Regions from separate parts of the Mus musculus genome. Here regions 1, 2, 3, 4 and 6 are each linked to region 5. The links are chromatin contacts, called in public Hi-C, HiCAR-type, HiChIP or PLAC-seq and promoter capture Hi-C maps. All regions are on one chromosome and are shown on one strand. The core of a region is the stretch at or near the end of the contact, and the rest is flanking DNA. Distances in the headings are between cores, read along the strand shown.

The links. Promoter capture Hi-C pulls out the DNA fragments that hold promoters and counts their contacts. Hi-C and Micro-C count contacts between places; a contact is called where the count stands out from the background. HiCAR-type assays count read pairs that join an accessible place to other places. HiChIP or PLAC-seq counts read pairs in DNA pulled down with a chosen protein or histone mark.
Region 1: a contact with region 5 is called in a promoter capture Hi-C map of liver, with 3 times the contacts expected there. The contact joins the promoter of Cyld here to the promoter of Chd9 in region 5. A contact is called at or near these places in 5 of 39 promoter capture datasets (the 3T3-L1 cell line, cranial neural crest, embryonic stem cells and 2 more) and 2 of 115 datasets of contacts at active chromatin or transcription factors (astrocytes and large pre-B cells).
Region 2: a promoter capture Hi-C map of hippocampal neurons shows a contact between it and region 5, with 5 times the contacts expected there. The contact joins the promoter of Snx20 here to the promoter of Chd9 in region 5. A contact is called at or near these places in 3 of 39 promoter capture datasets (embryonic stem cells, hippocampal neurons and liver), 1 of 484 Hi-C or Micro-C datasets (B cells), 1 of 115 datasets of contacts at active chromatin or transcription factors (astrocytes) and 1 of 9 other capture datasets (liver).
Region 3: an H3K27ac HiChIP or PLAC-seq map of epiblast stem cells shows a contact between it and region 5, with 7 times the contacts expected there. The contact joins the promoter of Brd7 here to the promoter of Chd9 in region 5. A contact is called at or near these places in 1 of 39 promoter capture datasets (embryonic stem cells) and 2 of 115 datasets of contacts at active chromatin or transcription factors (epiblast stem cells and large pre-B cells).
Region 4: a contact with region 5 is called in a HiCAR-type map of astrocytes, with 6 times the contacts expected there. The contact joins the promoter of Nkd1 here to the promoter of Chd9 in region 5. A contact is called at or near these places in 2 of 39 promoter capture datasets (liver and second pharyngeal arch cranial neural crest), 1 of 115 datasets of contacts at active chromatin or transcription factors (astrocytes) and 2 of 9 other capture datasets (embryonic stem cells and liver).
Region 6: a Hi-C map of B cells shows a contact between it and region 5, with 5 read pairs. The contact joins the promoter of Cnep1r1 here to the promoter of Chd9 in region 5. A contact is called at or near these places in 4 of 39 promoter capture datasets (embryonic stem cells, frontonasal cranial neural crest, hippocampal neurons and 1 more) and 1 of 484 Hi-C or Micro-C datasets (B cells).

Annotation. Positions count from the first base shown.
Region 1 is chr8:88,695,593-88,699,164 of GRCm38.p6, forward strand. It overlaps Cyld (CYLD lysine 63 deubiquitinase), which reads left to right and starts at 1,436. Exons shown (of 17, transcript NM_173369.3): 1 at 1,436-1,507.
Region 2 is chr8:88,634,721-88,638,718 of GRCm38.p6, forward strand. It overlaps Snx20 (sorting nexin 20), which reads right to left and starts at 1,408. Exons shown (of 4, transcript NM_027840.3): 1 at 1,266-1,408.
Region 3 is chr8:88,359,852-88,363,452 of GRCm38.p6, forward strand. It overlaps Brd7 (bromodomain containing 7), which reads right to left and starts at 2,321. Exons shown (of 17, transcript NM_012047.3): 1 at 2,055-2,321; 2 at 1,651-1,859. The coding sequence starts at 2,103.
Region 4 is chr8:88,519,863-88,523,533 of GRCm38.p6, forward strand. Nkd1 (naked cuticle 1) reads left to right here and starts at 1,482. Exons shown (of 10, transcript NM_027280.3): 1 at 1,482-1,669; 2 at 1,785-1,817; 3 at 2,425-2,558. The coding sequence starts at 1,645. Gm35162 (predicted gene, 35162) reads right to left here and starts at 1,259. Exons shown (of 2, transcript NR_168470.1): 1 at 1,108-1,259.
Region 5 is chr8:90,827,111-90,830,902 of GRCm38.p6, forward strand. It overlaps Chd9 (chromodomain helicase DNA binding protein 9), which reads left to right and starts at 1,725. Exons shown (of 40, transcript NM_177224.2): 1 at 1,725-1,804.
Region 6 is chr8:88,116,566-88,120,123 of GRCm38.p6, forward strand. Cnep1r1 (CTD nuclear envelope phosphatase 1 regulatory subunit 1) reads left to right here and starts at 2,194. Exons shown (of 6, transcript NM_029074.3): 1 at 2,194-2,304; 2 at 3,215-3,286. The coding sequence starts at 2,280. It overlaps Gm2716 (predicted gene 2716), which reads right to left and starts at 2,042. Exons shown (of 8, transcript NR_151771.1): 1 at 1,801-2,042.

The DNA.
Region 1 (3,572 bases), core at 186-2,685, 2.1 Mb before region 5:
TCCTCAACTCTGTCCTCTTCCTTGTTGGATGGGGCCAAGCAAAATGTTCTCCCACACAGCCAGATTGGATCTCTGAATCATGCCAGTGTCATGGGAGAATCCAGATCTATAGGGGAATGTTGTTGTCTAAGGCCACTGTGTGTCACTATTGATTTATATCATGTGGCTAGAGCTTGGGAAATTGGGAACAGGATATATGTATACCAGTGAAAGACAGGAAAGAGTTGAGGCTTCAGTTTTCAGAAGATACCAATTTCATCATGGTTGATTTCAGCAGGGAGAGGAGTTGTGAGTTAATACTGTTAGCAATCACCCATGTGTCTGTCTGCTTCTGTGTTAGTGGTTTTCATTGTTTGGATTTTCAGAAACATGGTAGTCTTCACTGGGGAAATTTGTGTCATGATTAAACACACACACACACACACACACACACACACACACACACACACACACACACACCCCTCCTTCTCAGTATTAATCACCTTCTCCCATAATTAGTAGTTAAAATGTCAAAGGAGAAGGAATTAATTAAGAGAACTATCCAGTGAAGCAAGTCATGTGCTGCCAGGCTCTGGGGCTGATTATAAAAAGAGTTTCTTTAAATATTTTGAACACTTTTGGGAGTCAGAATCCTTCCGTCTAATTGAAAGATCCTTCATTATACCCTTAATTCTGGCTGGTGGCCAGGGATGCAGTCCCGGGTAAGGTAGAGGGTGGAAAGCCTTTCTTTATCCTTAGGAGACTCTCTCCACCCTTGGAGAGGATGGCCACAGAAGTTTAAAAAAACAGCAGGTGTCCCAGACGCCATCTGAGGACAGAAAGAGCTTCAGTTTGTACAGAGTCTACTGTTAGGAGATACTATATAGCATTTCACAATAATCCGGTAAAACAGGTGGTACTAACACCTCCGTTCTACAGACGAGGAAATTGAGGCTTAGGATGGTTGGGAGTTCCCCGTGTTACATGTTGACAAACTGAGAAAGAAAACATTGACTCTAGGTGTAATTCTAAGCTTTGTTCTTTCAATGGAATTCTGAAAATTATTCTCAGTTCTTCTCTGGATCGCTTCCCACCCTAGTTTTGACAGCTAAGCCAAGAGACAAGACCCGCGCAAGGAGGGTGGAGCTAAGAGCACAGCGCCCCGCCCAGGCGTGGTTTCAGCCAATGGTGACATGACACTGGCGGCCTTTCGCCCAATCAGCCATCGCTCCTCGCCCCCACCCTTTCTCCTCTGCCCCGCCCCTTCGCTTTCCCTTTGCCTCCACCGAGCTTGACCGAGCGGAAAGTCCCTTCAGCCAGCACCCTGCCAGCAGCCATTGGAGGAAGGTCTGTTACAAGAAAACCCAATCAGAGCGCACGCAGGGTCGGATCTCTGAATACGATTGGCTAGCGCGGCATCTACCCTCTCCGCCTCCGCTCCTCCCTCCCCGCGGGCAGTTCGGAGGCGGGGCAGGTGGGGGCGGGCCCAGGTAGCAGGTTCGGCTGCGCGGGGGCCCGCGCGCCTGAGGTAAATACTGGGGTGGTGGGTGTGGGGCGCCCGGCCGGCCCGGGACGCTGGTTCTGAAGCCCGGGGCTGCGGCGCTGAGCGGCGGCCGAGGCGGGTGAGTGTGCGCGGCCGCGCGGCTGACGCTAGGTCCCCAGTGTTCCTGCTCTGCCTCAGGCGCCCTGAAGCGCGGAGGCGACCGTCGGGCCTCAGCGCCCGCCCGTTAGCTGCCCCGGGCCGACGAGCTTCTGACGTCAACCGCGGTTGTCACCTCCAGCCTGCCCGAGGGCTCCCGACTCGCGGGACTCCTGCACCACAGGGCTTGGGTAGGAGCAGTGCAGGACTCCGTCTTTCTCTCTGGCCCGCCGTCGTGGACAGATGGGGAAACTGAGGCCGGGACCCTGCCTGGCTCCCAACGGCTGCAGGAGGCAGGGAGAATCTCGGGTTATGGTACCTCACGTCTGTGCTGTTTTGTGGGGTGTTGGTGGCTCCGCTCCCGGAAGAGCAGTCTGGCCTCGCTAATGGCGTGTTCTGCTTTTTCTTTCAGTTTCTCTGGTCTGGAGGGAGGGGGGAGGAGAGAGGATGGTTTTGCACAGTTGTGTAGTTGGAAGGTGCATCCTGTTGAGACAGGTACCTTGTTTTTCCTTTTATTATTATGGTCAGCCTTGGAGGAGACCGCCAAGTCGCGAATGATCATGGTCTGGAACTGAGTTCATCTGGGTCAGCTGCCAGGTTATTCATGTCCTTGGCATCTTTTTCTATTCCACCCCTTGGCATTTGCATGTTTTAGGGGTTTGTCATCCTCTAGCCACCAAGCCTTGCAATCTCCCAACCCCCACTATCCCCGCCACCTTCCTCTTTTTGATTTTCCCTGGAAAGTTGTCTCCTTAGAGGAGCATTCATTCATACCTTGCTGTGGTGTGTGTGTGTGTGTGTGTGTGTGTGTCTGTGTGTGTCTGTGTTGGGGCTAATCAGGGATTCCTAATAAGATTGCTCATTTTTGTAATCATTGGCTCCAGAGAAGAATGCAGGCATCAAGAGGGCGTGCATTCAAACATCAGTCTCTTGCACACCCCCTCATACCTCAAGTAGGTTGAATGGCCCCAAGAATTTAGCCTGCTGCTCCCCGCTGGGTAGTGGGTGGATTTGCACTAGAACAGTATTGAAGGAAAGTGATTTGCTGGAAATTCTTAGTGAAGTTCATGTAATTTGAATGTTGACAGTACCCAGAACATTCTCTAATGTTCTGCTGCAAAATTTTAAGGTATTCTTTAAAAAAAAAAAAAAAAGCCTTGTTTGGACTGGAAACTTTTGAGATGAGCTGATAAGACCAGGAACTTGTTATGTAAAAATGACATATTAAACAGAAGATACCTAAACTGTGGTTAAGTGATTTAAGGAAGTCTTTAATACATGAAGAAAGAGCAGTAATTATCCTGCCCATCAATCTATACTTAGTGTTTTGCTCCTGGTGTTTATACTGTCATCTTACATTTTTAGTTTCAAATGAAGCTCCAAACAACCTGGTTTCATAATTGTGACATTTCACCTTACTTGTTTCTACTTATATGGATAGTAGCATAGTATAAAATTGATTGTGATTTTTTTCCCCAGAGAATTAATGATATTTTAGGCAAACATCATGTTTCTCTATTTCTTGACTCTTATTTTTAACATAGTAGAAACTTCTGGTCACTTAAATAGGACAAGGAAATAGCATTTTGGCTTCCACCATTACAATCTAAGCTAATCAAGTTTTCTGGTCTAGTCCCTGGAAAGACAAGGAGTGGGGAAGTCACATTTTTAGAGCCCAGTGGTTAGGTTTAACTCACAAGAGACAGCATTGTTCCTGTCTTCCTGATGTGACTGCAGATGCAAGAGCCAGACTTTTTTTTTTTTTCCAGACTTTTTTATTAAATAAACCTTTTAAGTCCCACTTGGTTTTGTGACTGTATCCTCGTGTCACAAATTATTCTGGTCTTGAAATCTCTGTATTTCTATTTACTGTTTAGGCATGTAATGACTTGTTCTTTTAGTAAGAGTTGTTTTTTCTTAAGTTAGTCATTCTAACTGACTGAAAGCATTTGGA
Region 2 (3,998 bases), core at 158-2,657, 2.2 Mb before region 5:
GTCCTCTTACAGGACAGGCTGGGAGTGACCCATTTAAAGACAAGTAGATAAAGATGATATGTTGACAGTTTCCCAAACACATCCAAGCCTCAGTTTCCCCCTGTGGGCAATTGATCCTTTTGCTAAGCTCCTTGGTTTTTTGTTTTTTTAGTTTTTTGAGACAGAGTTTCTCTGTATAGCCCTGGCTGTCCTGGAACTCACTCTGTAGACCAGGCTGGCCTCGAACTCAGAAATCTGCCTGCCTCTGCCTCCCAAGTGCTGGGATCAAAGGCCTGCGCCACTACGCCCAGCTGCTAAGCTCCTTGGGGACAGAGGGTTCTGAGGGCTGCCTTATCACTCCACACCCTCAGTGGGAAAGATTTCTAGCCATCAGAACAAAGCACTGCAGATGTTGGGACTGGACTTGGCCCAGAGGACAGAGCAGAGTCGCAGGCTCCCACCCCTCCACCCCTTACTATCTTCTGTGCATGACAATCTTCATTTTCCGGGAGCCTTGGCTCTTGTTCCCCACTTCAAGGGGCCCTGCCCTCTTCAGTCCTCCTCCTTCATACACAGGGCCACTTGTAGAGCCGAGGCCACCTTTCTCGGGGGCAGGGGGAAGGTTGTGGGGGGTGGCTAATGAAAATCTGGTAGAATATAGTAAAAGCCCTTGCCCATAAGACAGAAGAACTGAGAGGCACCCATTCAAAGAGGAGGAGGAAGGAAGGAAAGGAAGGACAGGGAGCGGCAGCCCTGGCTGCGGGAGTTTGAGTTTAAGTCTCCTTTCTTTGTAGGGCAGCCTCCTCAGGTCTCCATTGAAGGGCCAGCCAAGGCTCCACCTGCCCTGAGCACCATGGGACCCCTGGGTGCTTCTCTGTGGAGCTTGCCGCTGGAAGCGCTCTCAGTTGGGTGTGCACATCAGAATCCCCACTGGGACTGGGGAGAGGAAGTGTTAGGAGCTCTAAGGCAAGCAGGCTGCCTACCCCACAACACCCAGACAGAGCTGGGGTGGGCTCCGGATTCTTACTCGGCTACAGGGTCCACCCTTTGAGAAATACAAGCCTGGACTTGTTCCCAGGAACAGGACCAGTGCCTGGCATTGCAAAAGGAGTCAGGCTTAGAGGTTGGAGGTGGGTTTGGCCCCAGTTTCTAAGGACAGCCCATACTCTCACCACCCTTGGTCCCTCCTAACCAGTACCCAGGGAGTTCCTAGAGGGCCTCTCAAGGACATCACTGGGTCTCAGGGCGCAGAAGCCAGCTACGCTTGGGGTCAAACACTGACTGACCTGGGATCTTCAGGCTTTGTGGGTTCGGGGTCCAGGAGAGTCACATGCCCCAGTCCGATCTCTTTTTGCAAGGTCCAACTAGATGGCTGAATGTCTGCCGCAATCCTGAGTTCTCCTTTTGAAAACAGGAAATGGGCTGAGTGATCTCCTTCAGGGGCCCCAGCTTATTGGTTGCTGAAAGATGTACATTGAACCTCCTAGACAAATATCTGCAGTACATCATACAGGCCACGTGGGTCAAGGCCACCAACAGGAGGACAGTTTAACTTCACAGCAGCTTTAAGCAGCTTGATACGTATTAGACACCCGAACGATAGCTGGCATTTGGAGAATTCATTTCAAAGTCCTTTGTTTTAGTCCTTTTCTGTGGCAATGACAGAAGACGATAAACTGAAGGAAAAAAAATCACACACACGAAAGTTTATTTAGTTTATAGCTCTGGATCCGGAACATGCAAGAGCACACTGGTAGTGTCTGTGAGGGCTGTCCTGCCGCATGTGACATGCCATGGTAGGAGGTGGACAGACAAGAGAAAGCTTACCTTATGCACCCCAGTTTCACAGTTACAGCATAAATCCCTTTATGAAGACTGTCCTTATGACAGTCAACTCTCAGAAGACCCTACCTCCCAAACCCATTATGTTAGGGATCTCAGTCTAACATGAGGATTTGGGGATACATTCTTTTAATAGTTATTATCCTAGCTATGAGCTAGGCATAATGGGGCCCTTCGTGTTCTGTTGACAAGCTGGAGAACTGAGGTTTGGTGCATGGAGCTGGTGGGATGCGGAGCCAGTGCCTGACACAGAAAGGTCATGGGATAGGCTAGGGTACGGCCCAGGTGGACATCTTGCACTCCCCTGGCTGTGAATGAGCCAGGCTGTACCTTCTCTACCCTTGGCATGGCTAATACTTCTTGAAGCCATTCTACAGTGTGGGCAGGGGTGTCACCTCATAGCTTACAACACTGGGTCCCACAAAGGATAATTATGGTAGACATTTTACAGGCTTATTTCCCACCCATCTCTTCTCCGTTGGAGTCCATTGCCTTCTTTGTCTTTTATCGAATTGCGTTAATGGCTGAAGATAGGCCGAGAGGGTTCCTTTGGGTACATGTGCTTCTTAATCTCTTTTTCCTCCCGAGGCTCACATTTGCACTGAAAGGATCTTGTGATGAATAGATGCTGTCTACCATGCTCAACTAAATCAATCTTGCTTTTCACTGTCACAGAGGTTTCGCCCTCATTTGCATCTGCTTCAACCCCACAGGCCCTCAGGAAGCTTATGATGAGTCAAGGTGTACAGAACACTTAATGGTGTCATGCTGAGCGTGTGAGGCTGGCAACTGAGGGCATACTAAAATCCTCATCGTTTGCCTTTCTGCTCAGGACTCTGTACAACATCCTGCCTCTCTGCACCACCATCACTATCATACCAAGAACACACATATCCATAAGAATTTGGTTTTGGCAAGAGCTTGAGAGAACTACTGTGCATGGCGTGCCTCTGGCTAGCCAGTCCCAGCTGCAAGGGCCGGATCTCATTTGCCTCTGCCTCGTGTTGCCTGGCAGAGGGCCTAGTGTGGTAAAGAGACAAGAGGTTGCAGAGAGGTGTGTGCCTCTGCCCCTCCTCTTCCTACCGTGCATCTTTCCAGCTCCTTGCCCTGTCTCTGCCCAGGCTTGAAATCTGTGAGATGCCACAGCAGGCTCTACATTCTTCTCCAAACCCTGTGAGCTCATCACAGCAGTTAGCAGCCACAGGGGAATAGTGTGACAGTCACTGCTTCCTCTTTTGGGGCAGGGGCCCAGTTTTTGGAAACCACCTGACATGGAGGTGTGCCCAGATTTTGTTGGAGGAACACAACTGGGCCAGTGTGACCAGGAGACTTTGTCATCTGCTGGGTGCTGGCTTTTCTCTGAAGCCCAGAAGCGGATGGGAGAGGGGTACAGGCAAGGGCTATGTCTTGTCCACTTGGGCTGCCATAACAAAATGCCCTATGCCATGTGGTTTAAACAACCAAGCTTGTGTCTTAAAGTTCTGGGGGCTGGGATATTCAAGATCATGGTGATGGCAGATCCAGTGTTTGGTGAGAGCCTGCTTCCTGGTTTGTTAATGGCTATCTCTTTGTTGTAATGGCCCACAATTAGCAGAGGGCTAGAGGGTTCTCAGGGGTCTCCTTTTTAAGGGACATAGTCCCATAAGGGCTTCACATCATGATCTAGTCACTTCCTAAGGTTCTGCCTGTCAGGGCCATCACATTGTATGTTAGGACTTTCATGCCAAGGTCTGAGAGGGCATATTCATTCTGTAACAAAGAAGATCATGGTGGGCCAGGACAGAGCAGTGGGCATCCCTGTTCACAACAGTGGCAATACCAAGGCCAAATGAGGAAAGGTGGGCACCATGGAGTCAAGAAGGGGAGAGTCTGCCATCTTGAGTCAGATGCCCTCTCTGGATTCCAAAGTCAGAGAGCATCTCTCCTGCTCTGATCCATTGGTAATGTCCCATCACATTTAGAGGCAACCTGAACTTCACCCTCTCCTGCCCCTCCTGACTTCACTGTTCCCCTCCCAGCATCCTTTGCTGCCCTTAGCACAGCCACGGTGAAGCACACTGGAGCACAGTAGGCATGGTGGGCATGGTGGGCATGGTGGGCATGGTGGAGGTGCGAAGACTTGCCTGCCCAGGAGTTCCCTCTCTGGAAATTCCCTTCTTTAGGGTCTTTCCACATGG
Region 3 (3,601 bases), core at 1,071-3,570, 2.5 Mb before region 5:
CCTGGAAACTTTTAAGATGTACATTCTTGAGCTCAGAAGATAAAGTTGAGTTCTCTCCTAAACAACACAAAAAACTAAGACAGAGAATAAAAACATTAGAGGGAAGAAAGTGATCAGAGAGGTACTCCAGTCACTAAACACCTGAGTTGAAAGCACAGCATCTACTGTAAAGTGACGATGCAGGAGAGAGGCAATCCCAAAGTTCCAAGAAAGCAAATGCTGGTCACAGGCTAAATCAGGGCGCTGACCAGCAGCCAGAAAAGACATAAAGTCTGCTGAATTGGTGCCTACATTGGACAGCTTACAGCTGCCTGTAACTCCAGCTCTAAGGAATTTGACACCCCCTTCTGGGCTCCACAAGTACCTACATGCACTTAACCCCATGTCCTAAATTTTAAAATTCTGAGAGAAAATATCTTTCAATTTAAATTTCTGTTCTGACTCAAACTCTGTATCTGTATGAGAAGTCTACCCAAGGGCAAGGATTTTTAAATATGAAAAGCATACCAAAATCTACCTGTTCAAAGTTTTTCTTAGGCTTCTCAGCCAGCGATGGTGGCCCACATGCATAATCCCAGCAAAAGGAAAACCAGAATGACGGACATACACTGAGTTCTAGGCCAGCTGCATACCTGATGCCCAAATACCCACGAATATAATCAAGACAAGCCTTGTCGAACTCATAGGTAAAACAATTTACATGTTCACTTTCAAAACTCTCAGTTAAAACAAAGACTCATGCCTGTGTGCTTTTGTAATTTAGGAAATGAAAATATAAGCCAGCCTGACCCAAGACTGTGACTATTGCCATAGTCAAGCTAAAGGTCATAAAATTCTGGGCAAAAAAGAATAAATTTAAAACATTCCTCCCCCCCCCCCCAATAATTTAAGACATTTTAAAGAGACAATCTCTAAGGCTTGGCCACTCATCAATGACTGTATAAAGCAAAGAAAAACTCTAAAACTAAGCCTCAGAAAGGATGACTTTCAAAAAGTACTAACGCATTTTAGTAAGCACTTGAGGGCAGGCAGCTAACATTTTGGAAGGGCAGAATTCTAGGGCAATTCCAGATATGGGTGGACTCACCTTTGAGAAGAAAGTTAACCCGCACTATTCAACCTACCTGGCAAATCAAGACATTAGCTACTTACTCTTTTCTAGTTAATGAAAACGGTTGCTTATTTTGTATTAAGCAGCACAGGTTGGCCGCAGTCTCCTGCGCGCTGAGATCACAGGCACGTGCCATCACGCCGCGCCAGCTCCATTTGTCATTAAAATAACTTATTTCAGGAGAACACTTGGGACACCTGTAGATCGCCTTCACTTCTGAAGAACAGCTACGTTTGACAAACCTCCCAGGCTTTCCGGTGAGTGACTTCTCACCCTTCCAAGACAATTATAAAAAAAACAGCCTTTGAAGGAGTCACGGAAGACCAGGACTCGGCTGCTTACAGGATGTGTGGGGACAGCACGGGTGCTCGAGAGGACACTTGGGACAAGACTTGCTGAGCGCCCAGGTGACCCAGGCTTCTGGTCTGTCTCACTCCTCCACAAAGCCAGACTTCCCAGACGTCTGGGTGTCGCACTGGAACAGGCTAAGGAGGCTGGGAACTGGAGCCCGGGGCCATAAGCAACAAAGCCCCCTTTACCTTGACTCTTCTCCGTTTTCTCCCCTTCTCTTCCCCCGGAGCCTGCTTCTCGCCTTTCTTCCTCTTTTTCCGTTTTCTGTCCTTGTGTTTGTCATGGTCGCTTCTGTCTTCGAAGAGGCTGGAGTCGTGCCCGGAGCTGCCCGTGGAGAGCTCGGTGACCTCGCTCCCCCCGACTTTGAGGACCAGCTTCAGGGGCTTCTCCACGTACTCTGAAACAAGAGCAGGACGCGGGGCTGAGCCGGGGCCGGCCGAGGGCGGGCGCCCCACCTCCCAGCGCCCCACGAACCCCCGCCGGGACCGGCAGGCCCGAGTCGAACGCCGCCCCGCCGGGGGCGATCTCCGCGGGTCGGGGCCTTGCGGGCAGGGGACGGCGCGGCTCCGCAGGCAGGCCAGCCGCTCCTCACCCTCGTAGAAGTGGCGGTCCGACTTGTGCTTCTTGTGCTTCTTGCCCATGTCCGACCGGGCCCCAGAGCCCGCCCCCCGCGCCAGGCCCAGGCCGTGCGGCGCCGCTTCCGGTCCGGGCCAGGCGAGCGGAGGGCGGGAGCGGGGCCCGCGAGAGCCCGCGCCGCGAGGCAGGGGGACGGCACGCGCCCGGCGGCGCGAGGTCCCTCACGAGAAAAAAAAAAAACCACGCGCGGGACGCGACCGAAGCGCGACACCAGTGGCGAGAGGGCGAGAGGCCGGCAAACCAGCGGGAAAGAGAGGCCGCCGAGCGGACGGGATGCGGTCTGCGGCGCGTGGCGGCCCCTGGCGGCCGGAGGCGGCGCTGCAGCCTGTGGTGGAGGGCGGGGCTGCGGCTGGGGGGCGGGCTCAGAGGCGGGGCCTGTCTTGACTTTCTTTTTCCATCCCCGACGCTCTTCCCTGCTTTCCTGAATCCTTTTAACTTTCCTTGGCTTTTGTTTCTTGTCTTTAGCAATATTATTGAACTCCATCTGTACAGGATCGGGCAGACCCAAGAATATGGGTCCTGCCAAGCCTAACGATCTCCGTTCGCTCTCCAGGTTCCACATGAAGGAGAGAATCGACTCCTGAAAGTTGTCCTCTAATGTTTACATTTATATATATTCTTGCACAAATAAATAAATGCATACAGAAAAAAACCAAAACAAAACAAAAACAAAGGCTTGTTCATGATAGAATAAAGCCTCCAAGATGTTAACTAAATGAAACGCACCAAGTGTGCAGCAGTGTTGTTCAAAAGTGAGACCGGAAGTGAAGGTGTGGTCTGGATTCAAAGGCTGGAAACAGTACTGCTTACTTTATTTCAGGTGACCAGGACGGTATAGGGGTGGATTCTTTTACTTTTATGCTTTTCTTTGTGGTTTAAAAAACAATTTATATGCTAAAGTAACTGGAAAGAAAAGGAAGCTAAGGGTCTAGAAATTAGCTAGAACTTGCCTCCGAAAAGGTGGTGGGGTTGCAGCTATTGGCTCCCCAGGGAGGCACAGGCTGCCTGCTGTTTTGTCTGCTTCTCACCCCCATCAGTGCCGTTCCTGTTCTCTTATCTCTGGATGCCCAGCCCTTCTGGGCAGTGGCTCACTGACAATTTTGTCTACTGGCACTTACCCAGATGGGCCACGTTAAGATCTGCTTGTGCTGGGTGTGATGGTGCATGCATGCATGGCTGTGCTGGCCTATCCCGGCCCTCAGGTTGAGGCAGGAGGACTGAATCCCAGACTAGCCAGGGCTACATAGTAACATGCTATCTAAAAATAGAGCTCACTGTTGCATGTGCAGAGATGTCTAGGGAAATAAAGTGCACGCTCTCTCTCTCTCTCTCTGTGTGTGTGTGTGTGAGACAACTTTACAAAATAGCAAGAGCAGGTAATATTCATATTCCCATTTTATAGAGGAGGAAATGGATGCCCAAAGAAATAAGATAGGGGTCAGATGTAGAATCAGTATTCAAATCCAGGCTTGAACTGGAGTCACAATCCTTTTCATTAGTTAG
Region 4 (3,671 bases), core at 232-2,731, 2.3 Mb before region 5:
TTGAGTCAAACCAACTTTGCCCTTTACTTTTAATGTGAAACTTACTTTTTTTTTTTTTTTTTTTGGTGGAGGTGTGTGTGTAGGGGATAATTTTGTAGCAGGTTGGCCATTCCTTTCACCATGTGGTCTCTGGGGATGGAACTCAGATCCTCAGGCTTGGTGGCAAGCAACTTTAGCAGCTGAGCCATCTGGATGACACACCTGTTTAACTTTTTAAAAATTGTAGCGCCTAGGGCTCAGGACATAGCTCAATCACAGTGTTTGCTTGCCTAGCACCGGCTTGTCAAAGCAGTGCTCTGGGATTGACTCCCAGATCCCTTCCCACAAAGTGCTTACTTGTAAGTCTAAAAACGACCAACCACTGTAGGTCACCTGTTTATATTGAGTATCGCAGCACAGGGGAGCAGGTTTTAAAAAAATGAGGAGAACTAAGTCTCCATTGTACAGATCATAAAACTGAGGCTGAAGCAGTGAGTCTAGCTCTAAGAGCAGAACTGGTTCTTTCCCATGCCCAGGCTCAGATACCAGGATAAGCTTAGCGCGGGGACAGCAGAGAACGTCCTTCTAAGGACCACAAAGGTATATAGTGGAAGCCTTTAAGTCGCCTTCCCCTTTGCAGAGACCTCCCCAGACAAAACAAACAGGCCCTTGGGGTCTGCAGAACTGCAGGGGGGAAGGGGGAAACGGAAACTAAGAAAGATCAAAGATCCGGCGGTTCACCGCTCCTGGCCTCATAGCTTGGCAGCTCGCCCCGATCCCAGTTGGGCACTCAGGAGCCCATGGGCGAAGAAGAGTTGCGAGTGACAAGGGGACAGCTCGGGGTTCCTGTACACTTGTTGTTAACAGGAGTGGGCCTGAACTCCCTCTAGCCAGCAAGGTGTCCAGTTGATTTCTACTGGACTCCCAAATGGGAAAAAAAAAAAAAAAAGAAAAACCCAAAAAACAAAATCAAACAAACCCAAAACCCAGAGTAGTCAAAGAAAAGGGCAGGCAGCTGAAAACAGGGATTGAGCACTGTAAGTCTGGGAAGGGACAGCACCATGGGAGAGCAGTAGACACGTATGCTAGGGCATCTGAGGTCGCCAGTTATAACCTCAGTTTCCCCACCTGTGAACTCGAGCCATCCAGTCCCACTCTGGCAGCTTCGAGGAAATGCAGAGAAGAGGGAAGTCTCAGTGTCACCAGCGAGGGCAGCGCTGTTCCACCACCCAGCGGCCAAAGCCTCCGCCCGGTCCCGACTCAGGCCCCGAGGTTCGCACGGGGGGCTTGGGGCCCAGCACACCCAAAGCCCCTCCCCATCGAGGCTCCACCCCTCCCCGCCCACAGGCCACGCCCTCTGTGGTCCCGCCCATCGGCCAGCCCCTACCCGCAGGCCCCGCCTCTACCCGCCCCGCCGCGTCCGCCTCGCCTTTGATGGGCCGCTGCCGGCCAATGGGCGCTCAGGGAGGCGCGGGGCCGCGGCGGCGGGCAGGGGGCTCGGCGCGCCCGGGCGTCAGTCCGGCCGCGGCGACGGCGGCAGGAGCGCGTCCCGGCGCCGCCTAAGGCTGCGCTCGGCGCGCGGACTGTGAGGAGGAGGCGAGCGAGGCTGGCGCGGGGTCGGCGGCCGGACGCATGGCTTAGGACGCTCCGCCGCCGCGCCCCAGCATGGGGAAACTTCACTCGAAGCCGGGTCAGTGTCCTCGCCTGCGCGCCGGCCGCGGCCCCGCGTCCTCTCGCCGGTGCTAACTCTCCCTCTCCTTTCTTTCCGGCTCCCGCCGCCGCCGCCGCGCGCGATGTGCCCGCAGCCGCCGTGTGCAAGCGCAGGGAGAGCCCGGAAGGTAGGCGTGCGGGCCACCAGCCCGGGGGGCGCGAGGGAGGCGGCGCGGACCGCCCTGCCGCTGGATCTCATTACCAGGGTTGCCTCAGCCCCCAGCCCCGCCCCGGGAGCGCTCTTTGGGGCCCCTCTGTCCCTCCTACCCGTTCCCCACAGCCCGGTGCTCCCACTGCTGACCCTAACCCCCTCCACTTTGGCGGCGGCGTCTTCCCTTCAGCTCCCCAAGATCTTGCGCCTTCCTCTAGTCGCCAGCCCCTACTCCGGAGAACTTGGTCTCTGGTCTCACTGCACCCTCTCTGCTGACCCTCATCTCTCTCCTTCGCAATCCCTGCCTCCCGCGCTCCTTCCTCTCTGATCCCCGAACTCCTTCAGTCAGGGTATATTGCCTCCTCCCTTTCACCCTCTGAATCCTCCTAGCACTTAGGATCTCGCCGAGCCCCCTTCCTTGGCTATTTCGCTCTTTTGGATTCTGCTCCGTCTGGTGCTTGACCCTCTTGCCAAGTCTTTACTCTCCGGGCTGTGCCGCCTTGTCTCCTTCCCTTCACTCTCTGGTAACTTTTTGCCAGCCGGGGGGGCCCAGACTCAATGTCTTCGTGTTCTTCCCGCCTCAGGTGACAGCTTTGCTGTAAGCGCTGCTTGGGCAAGGAAAGGCATCGAGGAGTGGATCGGGAGGCAGCGCTGTCCAGGCAGCGTCTCAGGACCCCGTCAGCTGAGATTGGCAGGCACTGTTGGTCGAGGCACTCGGGTATGGCCCCCCACTCCGTTCCATCCTTTCACCCCTTTTAGCCTTGGGGAGAGTCTGAGGATCTCCCCCTACTCCAACTTTTAGCATCCCGCTTGCACATTGTTCTAAGTCCAAAAATCCCTTCTCAGCCACTGTGTGCCCCACTAGCCCTACTTGTGCCCTATGCTTTGGAGGACCCTTGTCGATCAAGTGGGCACCAGTCTCCTGCCCAGCTGGGCACAGAGGGTTGCTTGGGGAGGAAGTGCCAGGGAGGCGATGATACAGGTCCAGTGGGGTGGGGAAACTATGCTGTGTTTCTGTGTGTGTGTCGGGGGCTGGGGGGGCTCCTCTACTTTGCTTTTGTGGCCAGCTTTTCCACAGGGAGGGGTTAAGACTAAAGGCAGACAGGAGTGTCTGGGTAGAGGGCAGGGCTCTGCTGGCCCAGGATCTGTGGCTACCTCCAACTGTGTCTGTGGCATTCATCAGTGCCATCTGCCATCTGAGTGTAGAGTTTGGAGGCACTGAGACCTGGCTGCCCCCTTAGTGTGGCCCTGAGAGGGAGGGGGCTTCTCTGTAGTGTGGTCTGGGTGCACCCTCTTTCTTCACCCAGGGGGTTCTTGAGGCTAGAGGTGTTCTGTGGGAGCAAGTGGGTTGGGGGAGTGAGTGACTCCAGCCCCTGCGCCTGGCCTGGGACTGGTGTTCACAGATGTCCTGTGAGCTCCAGAACTCCGCACGAGGCTTTCAGATGGTCTGCGTGGAACTCTTGCAAGCTGAGGATCAAAGGATGAATCAACTTTTTGATGTGACATTTAATTTTTTTTTTTTTTTAACTTAGAGGGGGAAAAGACTGAGCCTCAGGTCTGGCTAGTTCTTTGGTCTTGTTCTTTGGGTGAGGGTGGTAGAGTCTTCAGATGTGTGTGTGTATGTGTGTGTACAGGGGTGTATGTGTGTATGCATGTGTGTTAGTATGTGTGTATTGCACCTGGCAGCACTATTGTAGACAGGTGGCGTGTGTATGCATGTGTGAGTGTGTGTGTGTGAGTATGTATGTGTGTGTGAATGTGTGTGAGAGTCTGTGTGAGTGTGTGTGTGAGTGTGTGTGAGAGTCTGTGTGTGTGTGTTGGCACCTGGCAG
Region 5 (3,792 bases), core at 475-2,974:
AGAGCTTTTGTGGTGTTCTTGAGTGGATCCCTTGTCTGCTCAGTGTCTGAGGTATAGAGACTCAGTTAATATTCACTTAAAGAAGAAACAGGCCAGGCAGTAGTGGAGCACACCTTTAATCCTAGCACTTGGGAGGCAGAGGCAGGTGGATTTCTGAGTTTAAGGCCAGCCTGGTCTGCAGAGTGAGTTCCAGGACAGCCAGGGCTACATAGAGAAACCCTGTCTCAAAATAACAAAGAAGAAGAAGAAGAAGAAGAAGAAGAAGAAGAAGAAGAAGAAGAAGAAGAAGAAGAAGAAGAAGAAGAAGAAGAAGAAGAAGAAGAAGAAGAAGAAGAAGAAGAAGAAGAAGAAGAAGAAGAAGAAGAAGAAGAAGAAATAAAGGTTGCATGAGTGCATTAAATAATCCAGCATTTAAAAATAATCCACTAAAAATTATATACTTGCATACTGTGTGTGTGGCAAGTGCCTATACCTGCTGAGACATTTCCCAGGCTAGCCTGGAGTTTACTATGTAAACCAGACGCTGCTTCTGACTCCCGAGTACAACCAATCACCACTCCGGCAATTTTTTGTTTTTTCTAAATCCACTATTTTTTTTAAGGGATTCATTATACTTTTTTTAAAAAAGATTTATTTATTTATTATATGTAAGTACACTAGCTGTCTTCAGACACACCAGAAGAGGGAGTCAGATCTCGTTAGGGATGGTTGTGATCCACCATGTGGTTGCTGGGATTTGAACTCAGGACCTTCGGAAGAGCAGTCGGGTGCTCTTACCTGCTGAGCCATCTCACCAGCCCTAAATCCACTATTTTTGTAACACTGTCCACTATGTCTTAGTTAGAAGAAAATACTGAAACCTGCTGGAAAGGACCGGCCTGAAGATCCCCTCAGCTCTACAATGCGTGGTAATAGGACTTCCGTGGACAGTGGACTTCATTTAGCGTCATCTGATCTTAATTATCAGCTAATTAGTTCTCAGCCTGGAGCAGTTCTCCCTCCAACCAGGGAGACATTTGGAAACCCAAAGGGGTGTTTTTGGCGTCACAGTGATGAAGGAGGTTGTTGCTGGAATGTGAGGCTAAGGAGTCAGGGATGCCAGGCGACCCGCCAAAGACATGCTAATGAGCCTCCGGAAGAAACACCACCTGGGTGGCCAAATCCCAAGGGTTCTAATTGTGTCTCCGGGACTCCACCCCCGTACTGGTACAGACAGGGTTGTTACAGACAGGTCAGCAGAAGGTAATGGAGGCATCAGAAAACCAGGGAAAGGGTGGGAGGTGACGTGAAGGACTGCTGATAGGGATAGGCATCCCTGGGCTTGAAATAAACCCAGTCCGTGGCATCCTCGGATGCTCCCAGGGTGTTTAAAGGAGAAGCCACGCCAGACTAGGGCGTACTGAAAGCTGACGGTGGAAAGGAAAGATCCATGAGCCCTGCCAGGAAAATCCCAGGGTGGATCCCAGGTCAGAGGCCCAGACCTGACAGCTCCTCCACGCCTCCAAGAAAAAGTACAACAAATTCCGTTCCCCACGCTCCCCAAGGGGTGAAGGTGGTGCAGCCCAGGCCAAATCTGCGCCCCCCCCCCGGGCTCCGCGGTGTTGGAAGCCACCAGCGTGGGAAGGCCCAGCTGCATTTCCGCCCTGCACTGCGCTCGCACCTCCCAGCCCCTGCCCGCGCTACCATCTTACGGCCACTAGGTGGTGCCTGCGCTCTAGTGGCGCCTGTCTGGCGCCGGCGAGGGAGACAGATGGAACCAGAGTCCTAGGGTTCCGGGGACTGGAGGACAGCGCCGGCAGCTAAGGTAAGGATTCCTCGGGCGTGTCCCTAGAATGTCTGAGGCTGGGGTGGGTTGGCCGCCGCGCAACCTCGTTTGTGGTTTGCATTGATGACCAACGAGGACAGAGCGGCCACATGTGCTGTTGCCCCAAGAGGACCTGGAGCCCCGCTGTCCCAGAGCTGGGCCTAAGCTGAGCAGAACCCCAGGTCCCTGGCTCGCACTCAGACATCCTTCACGAGCCTGGGCCTCCGGAAGGCACGCCCAGCCCCCACACAGCAAGTCTTCAACACAGAAAGGTGGGACTGCTGTCCTAGGGTGCCTCCAGTTGAGCTGAGGGGAGAACAGGATCGCAGCACTTCTCAAACTTGGGCATGCATTGATTGTTGGTTAAGGGATAGTAAGGCATGCTGCTGTCTGGGTTCCATGCCTCCACCCCCACCCCGAGCCCCAGATGTAATTGGTTTGAGTTGGACGTGGGGAGCTTTTATTAAAAACTTCCCCCAGGGGATTCCAGCTTGCAGCCAGATTCAAGGGCTCTTTGACCAAAAGAGTTAGAGAAGACCCTATTACAAGCCCGGAAGGCTTCTCTTCCCTCCCCCTCCCTCTTGCCTTTTCAACCAGCAATTGCCTCTGCCTTTGGGCTGTCAAACTCAGTGTGACAAGCCAACACCCTACCCCAAAGGGTGGAACTCAGAAGTGCCAGAGAAAAGAGAGCCAATCAAATCATGTACAGTATGAAAGGGTTCCCCAAGTGGATAGGAGGAGAGAGGGGTTCTCCCCCACTCTAATCCCAGATGAGTGCAGGAGTGGATCCAGGCTGCACTCATCCTTCTGATCAATGGAGCCAAGCACACCCGGGGGCGGGGGGGGGGGGTGGACGACGACTTTGTAACTAGTAAAAAATGGCCCCGTGAATCTTATGTAACAGCCAAGTGTTAGCAGCAGGAGCCTGGACTCTCCAGAGCCAGCCCTCCCTTATTTGTGTCTTTAAATAAACTCACTCAATCACCCTCACTTTCAGTTTCCACATCTATGGAATGGGTACAGAGGTATAAAACTCTCAAGAGTTGCTATGGGAACGATTAAGACTGAAAGCCTGTGTTTACAGATAGTAGTTCTGTGCCAGGCACAGTTCATCCTGTGCACCATCACAACTCTTATCATAATCCACAGAGTAGCAGGTACTGTAGACAGAAGTAACCCATCTGGGAGCTAAGATACCCCACTTTGATGTCCCAAAAGCTGGGACTTAGGAACCAAAGGGCTTGCTGGAAGTTATCAACATGATCAGAGGCAGACTAGGAGCTAGGAATGTGGCTTTGTTGCTAGAGTGCTTGCTAAGTATACATGAGACCCTAGGTTCTCTCTCTCTCTCTCTCTCTCTCTCTCTCTCTGTCACACACACACACACACACACACACACACACACCACACATACACACACACACACACACACACACACACACACCAAGCAGATACCTAGTCCAGGGGTGAACCCATGGTCACGAGCATGACCCTTCCACTGAACTTCTTCAATCCATCAATGGAAATATAATCGTTATCCAGCACGTACTGTGTGCCAGGTAGGCTTCCTGACACAAACCATAAAATGTGGGCAAGACAGAGAGGGGTAAATCAGCCCTCTATGAACTCATACACAACAATGAAAACAGCTAGGAGTTCACGAGATCTACATTATATTTAACAAACTCAAAGACTTGCTAAATTGGATTGTGTCTCCCCAAATCAATACCCCTGGTACTTTGACAGTCATATTTGAACCTTTCAGAACATCAAAAATATTGTCGCCTGAGTTCAGTGTGTTAGTGCACACCTTTAATCCCAGCACTCAGAAGGCAGAAGCAGATGGTTCTCTAAGTTCGAGTCCAGTCTGGTCTACAATTTGAGTTCCAGAACAGCCAGGGCTACCCAGAGAAACCCTGTCTTGAAAAAAACAAAAACAAACAAAGAAAAGAAAAAGTTGTCAACCAATGTTCCTGTCCTGAGCTGAG
Region 6 (3,558 bases), core at 944-3,443, 2.7 Mb before region 5:
CCCTGTCTTGAAGAAAAAACAAAAACCAAAAAGACAGAGTTCACTGTGTAGTCTTGCTAGCCTGGAGCTCCCTGGGTAAATCTGCCTGCCTCTGCCTCCTGAGTGCTGGGACTTAACGTTTGTACCACCACACTCAGCTGCCTCTGTTCTTAAAAGAAATGGCGCCGGGTGGTGGTGGCGCACGCCTTTAATTACTTTAAGCACTTGGGAGGCAGAGGCAGGTGGATTTCTGAGTTCCAGGACAGCCAGGGCTACACAGAGAAACCCTGTCTCAAAAAAAAAAAAAAAAAAAAAAAAAAAAGTAATGGCTATGGGCAAGGGTGTAGTGTAGCATTCCTTTAATCCCAGCAAAGGCAAGAAAATCTCTGTGAACTCAAAACCTACCTGGTCAACATAGAGAGTTACAAAACAGCCAGGAATATGTCTGACCCTGGCTCAAAACATCAAGATGTCATCATCTAATAAGTATATTTTATAACTCATAGGTTTTGATCCATAACATTAAAAATTCATCTCGAAGCTGGGCATGATGGTACCATGCTTTTAATCCCAGCACTGCAGGTAGGTCTCTGAGTTCTAGGCTAGCTTACTCTACAAAGTGAGTTCCAGGACAGTCAAGGTTGCTATACAGAGAAACCTTGTTTGGAAAAAAACATAACACACACACACACACACACACACACACACATCTTTAAGTCAGGCTTGGCAACTCACACCTGAATACTTGAAAGGCTTAAGCAGGAGGACTGCAAGTTTGAAGCCAGAATGGACCTTTGTAGCAAGTTCATGACCAGCTTAATCTACAGAGAAAAACTCCATCTCTAAAACAAACAAGTCATCGTAAAAGTTTAAATGAGATAATGCATGTAAAGGGTTTGGACCAGAGAAGGCTCCTTAATGGGAAAGTTTAGAAAGTGCTACTAGGGTAGAGGAGTCTATAAAACAAAGGAGTCAGGAGCTGATAAGTGAGTTAGGGCAAAGGTTGATTAGTAAAACACACAATGTATCAATTTTGGGAACATGGCGGTGTTGCTCAAAGACCTTCTCAGCCCTGATCTGTGTGGCTGGATCCTTTCCGTCTTCTTGGGCCTCTCAGCTCAAACTTCCTTGCAACACTTCTGGACCTCCTTCCTCCTGTCTTTAATATTGGTTGCTTTTTCCATAGAGCTACTGTTATCTGAAATCAGTTGCCTACTTTTATGTTTATTGCTCCCTGAAACCTTTCACTGTGAGGAATGCAATCTTATCTACCGTGGTCATAAATATAATGTAATATGGGACAAATACAATGCGTAGCATGTCATGCAATAAATACCTCTTGAATGAATCAATGACCACCAGGAAATAAACAGAAATAACAGGTCATTTTAATCAAATGTTAATTTTGCTAACCCTGTACATATTTTTGTTATACTTACAAAGACATACTTTGTGCATTCTTTTTTTGTTTTGTTTTGTTTTTTGTTGTTGTTTTTTGGTTTTTGTTTTTGTTTTTTTGGTTTTTTTTTTTTTGTTTGTTTGTTTTTCGAGACAGGGTTTCTCTTAGCCCTGGCTGTCCTGGAACTCACTCTGTAGACCAGGCTAGCTTCGAACTCAGAAATCCACCTGCCTCTGCCTCCCAAGTGCTGGGATTAAAGGTATGCGCCACCACCGCCCGGCACTTTGTGCATTCTTTATGACTATATTGGACGACATGAGGAGAAAATAACCAAGAAAGAAATCCTTCCTTAAGGAATTGGATATCTAAAGAAGAGAAATCAAAATCAAGGAAATCTGCTTGGGGGCGCTTCTAGTACTTACTGCTGAACATATCTCAGTTTCTCTTTAGTTCCTTGAGGGCAGGGATAGATTGGTGGTCTCTCCTTAGCAACCAAAATACTGCCCAGAAGTTAGTGGGCGCTCAATCATTGTTTTAAGAACTAAGAAAGCAACCAAGCTTAAAAATAAAGTATGCTTGGACAGAATTCAGTTCCTCCCCGAGGCAGGAGGCGGCGCCATGGCTATATCAGCCTAGCTGCTCGCTATTCTCGGCCCTTCCAGTTGAACATCTAGCGCTGGGTTCCCGAAGGCGTTTGCTGAAATTAGCCAATAGAAAACTAGTTTAGTTGAGGGGTCTGGATGAGCTACCCAATAAACTCAACGTTTCTAGAAAATGGGCGGTGCCAAACGGAGGGGCTGAAGGGAGCGGTTAGAGGTGGGAGTTGGCGCTGTCGGCGGGGCGGGGAGGGCGGGCTGCGATGAGGACCGGGCCGTGGCGGTGACCGGAGCTGCCGCCCGACATGAACTCGCTGGAACAAGCGGAAGGTAGAGTGTGTCTTCCGCCGGGTCCCGTCCCGAGGCTGAGGAGGTCGCGAGGGCGGCGTGGCGGGGACGCGGGGCGCACGGCCGCCGAGGGGTGCCGCCTTCCCCCCCCGCAGGGGCTCGGGGGCCCCCCCGTCTCAGTGACGAGCCCTTGCGAGTTATAGAGTGCGAATTCATTTTCTGTTTGACAACCTAACGAACCGTAACCCTAATTTCTTCCTTGGCTTCTGTAATTGCCGGAATTTAGATGTACTCTTGGCCTTTCAAAGTTTTGTTTTATTTTGATTTTTTAAAAAACACCTCTGTGGGAATAACACCCTACTTCATTCAGAGGTACGCTCTGCCACAGCACAAGGCGTAGGCGCTGCTGCTGGCCGGACGTTCACCGGCGACCCATTCCTAGGAGGATAAGGGAGTATGTTTGTACAGCCCGTTATCTGTGTATGGAAGTCTAGTAAGCCCATACTACATAGCCATCAATTAATGATAAGAGCTAGGGCCGGAATCGGATAATTGCAGTCAATTAGACCTCATGGATTTTGATGTTTCAACAGGAAGTTCTTGGTTCCACAGAATTAGAATTAAGCTGGAGTTTGGTCCATTTATTTGTAAACACCCTCCACCGCACCCCCCAGTTTTAGCTTTTGACTCTTGGCTGAAGTTGCTGCTGGTCTTCCAGCATACCAGTTTTCAAGCTTCTAAAAGTAGACCAACTGGTTTCCAGAAATTGGGATGAACGAAAAATGATGTTTTTGTTGTGTACTTAAAATTGTTATTATATAAGCAAACGGTGCGTGACACAAGTAATTTGATGTGCAAGACCTGTTGGAGTTTGTCGATCTAAAATTTCATTTTATCAAATTTCATTTCGGACTAGAAAGAGCAGATAGAGAACTGAATTCTCTTTACCTAGATCTCAAGGCTTTCGAAAGAAGACTTACTGAATATATTCATTGCTTGCAACCTGCCACTGGACGTTGGAGAAGTAAGTTGCTGAATGCTTTCTAAGGGAAAATAAAGTGTGGTTGATAGCTTTATTCCTAAGTAGGAACGACTCCCTTTCTTTAAAACTTTTGACTAGTAAATCCTTGTTTTACTAAGCTATAAGATTTCTGAGTTTAGACAACTTTTTTTGTTTTTGTTTTTGTTTTTTGTTGTTGTTGTTGTTGTTGTTTTTCCAGACAGGGTTTCTCTGTATAGCCCTGGCTGTCCTGGAACTCGCTCTGTAGACCAGGCTGGCCTCGAACTCAGAAATCC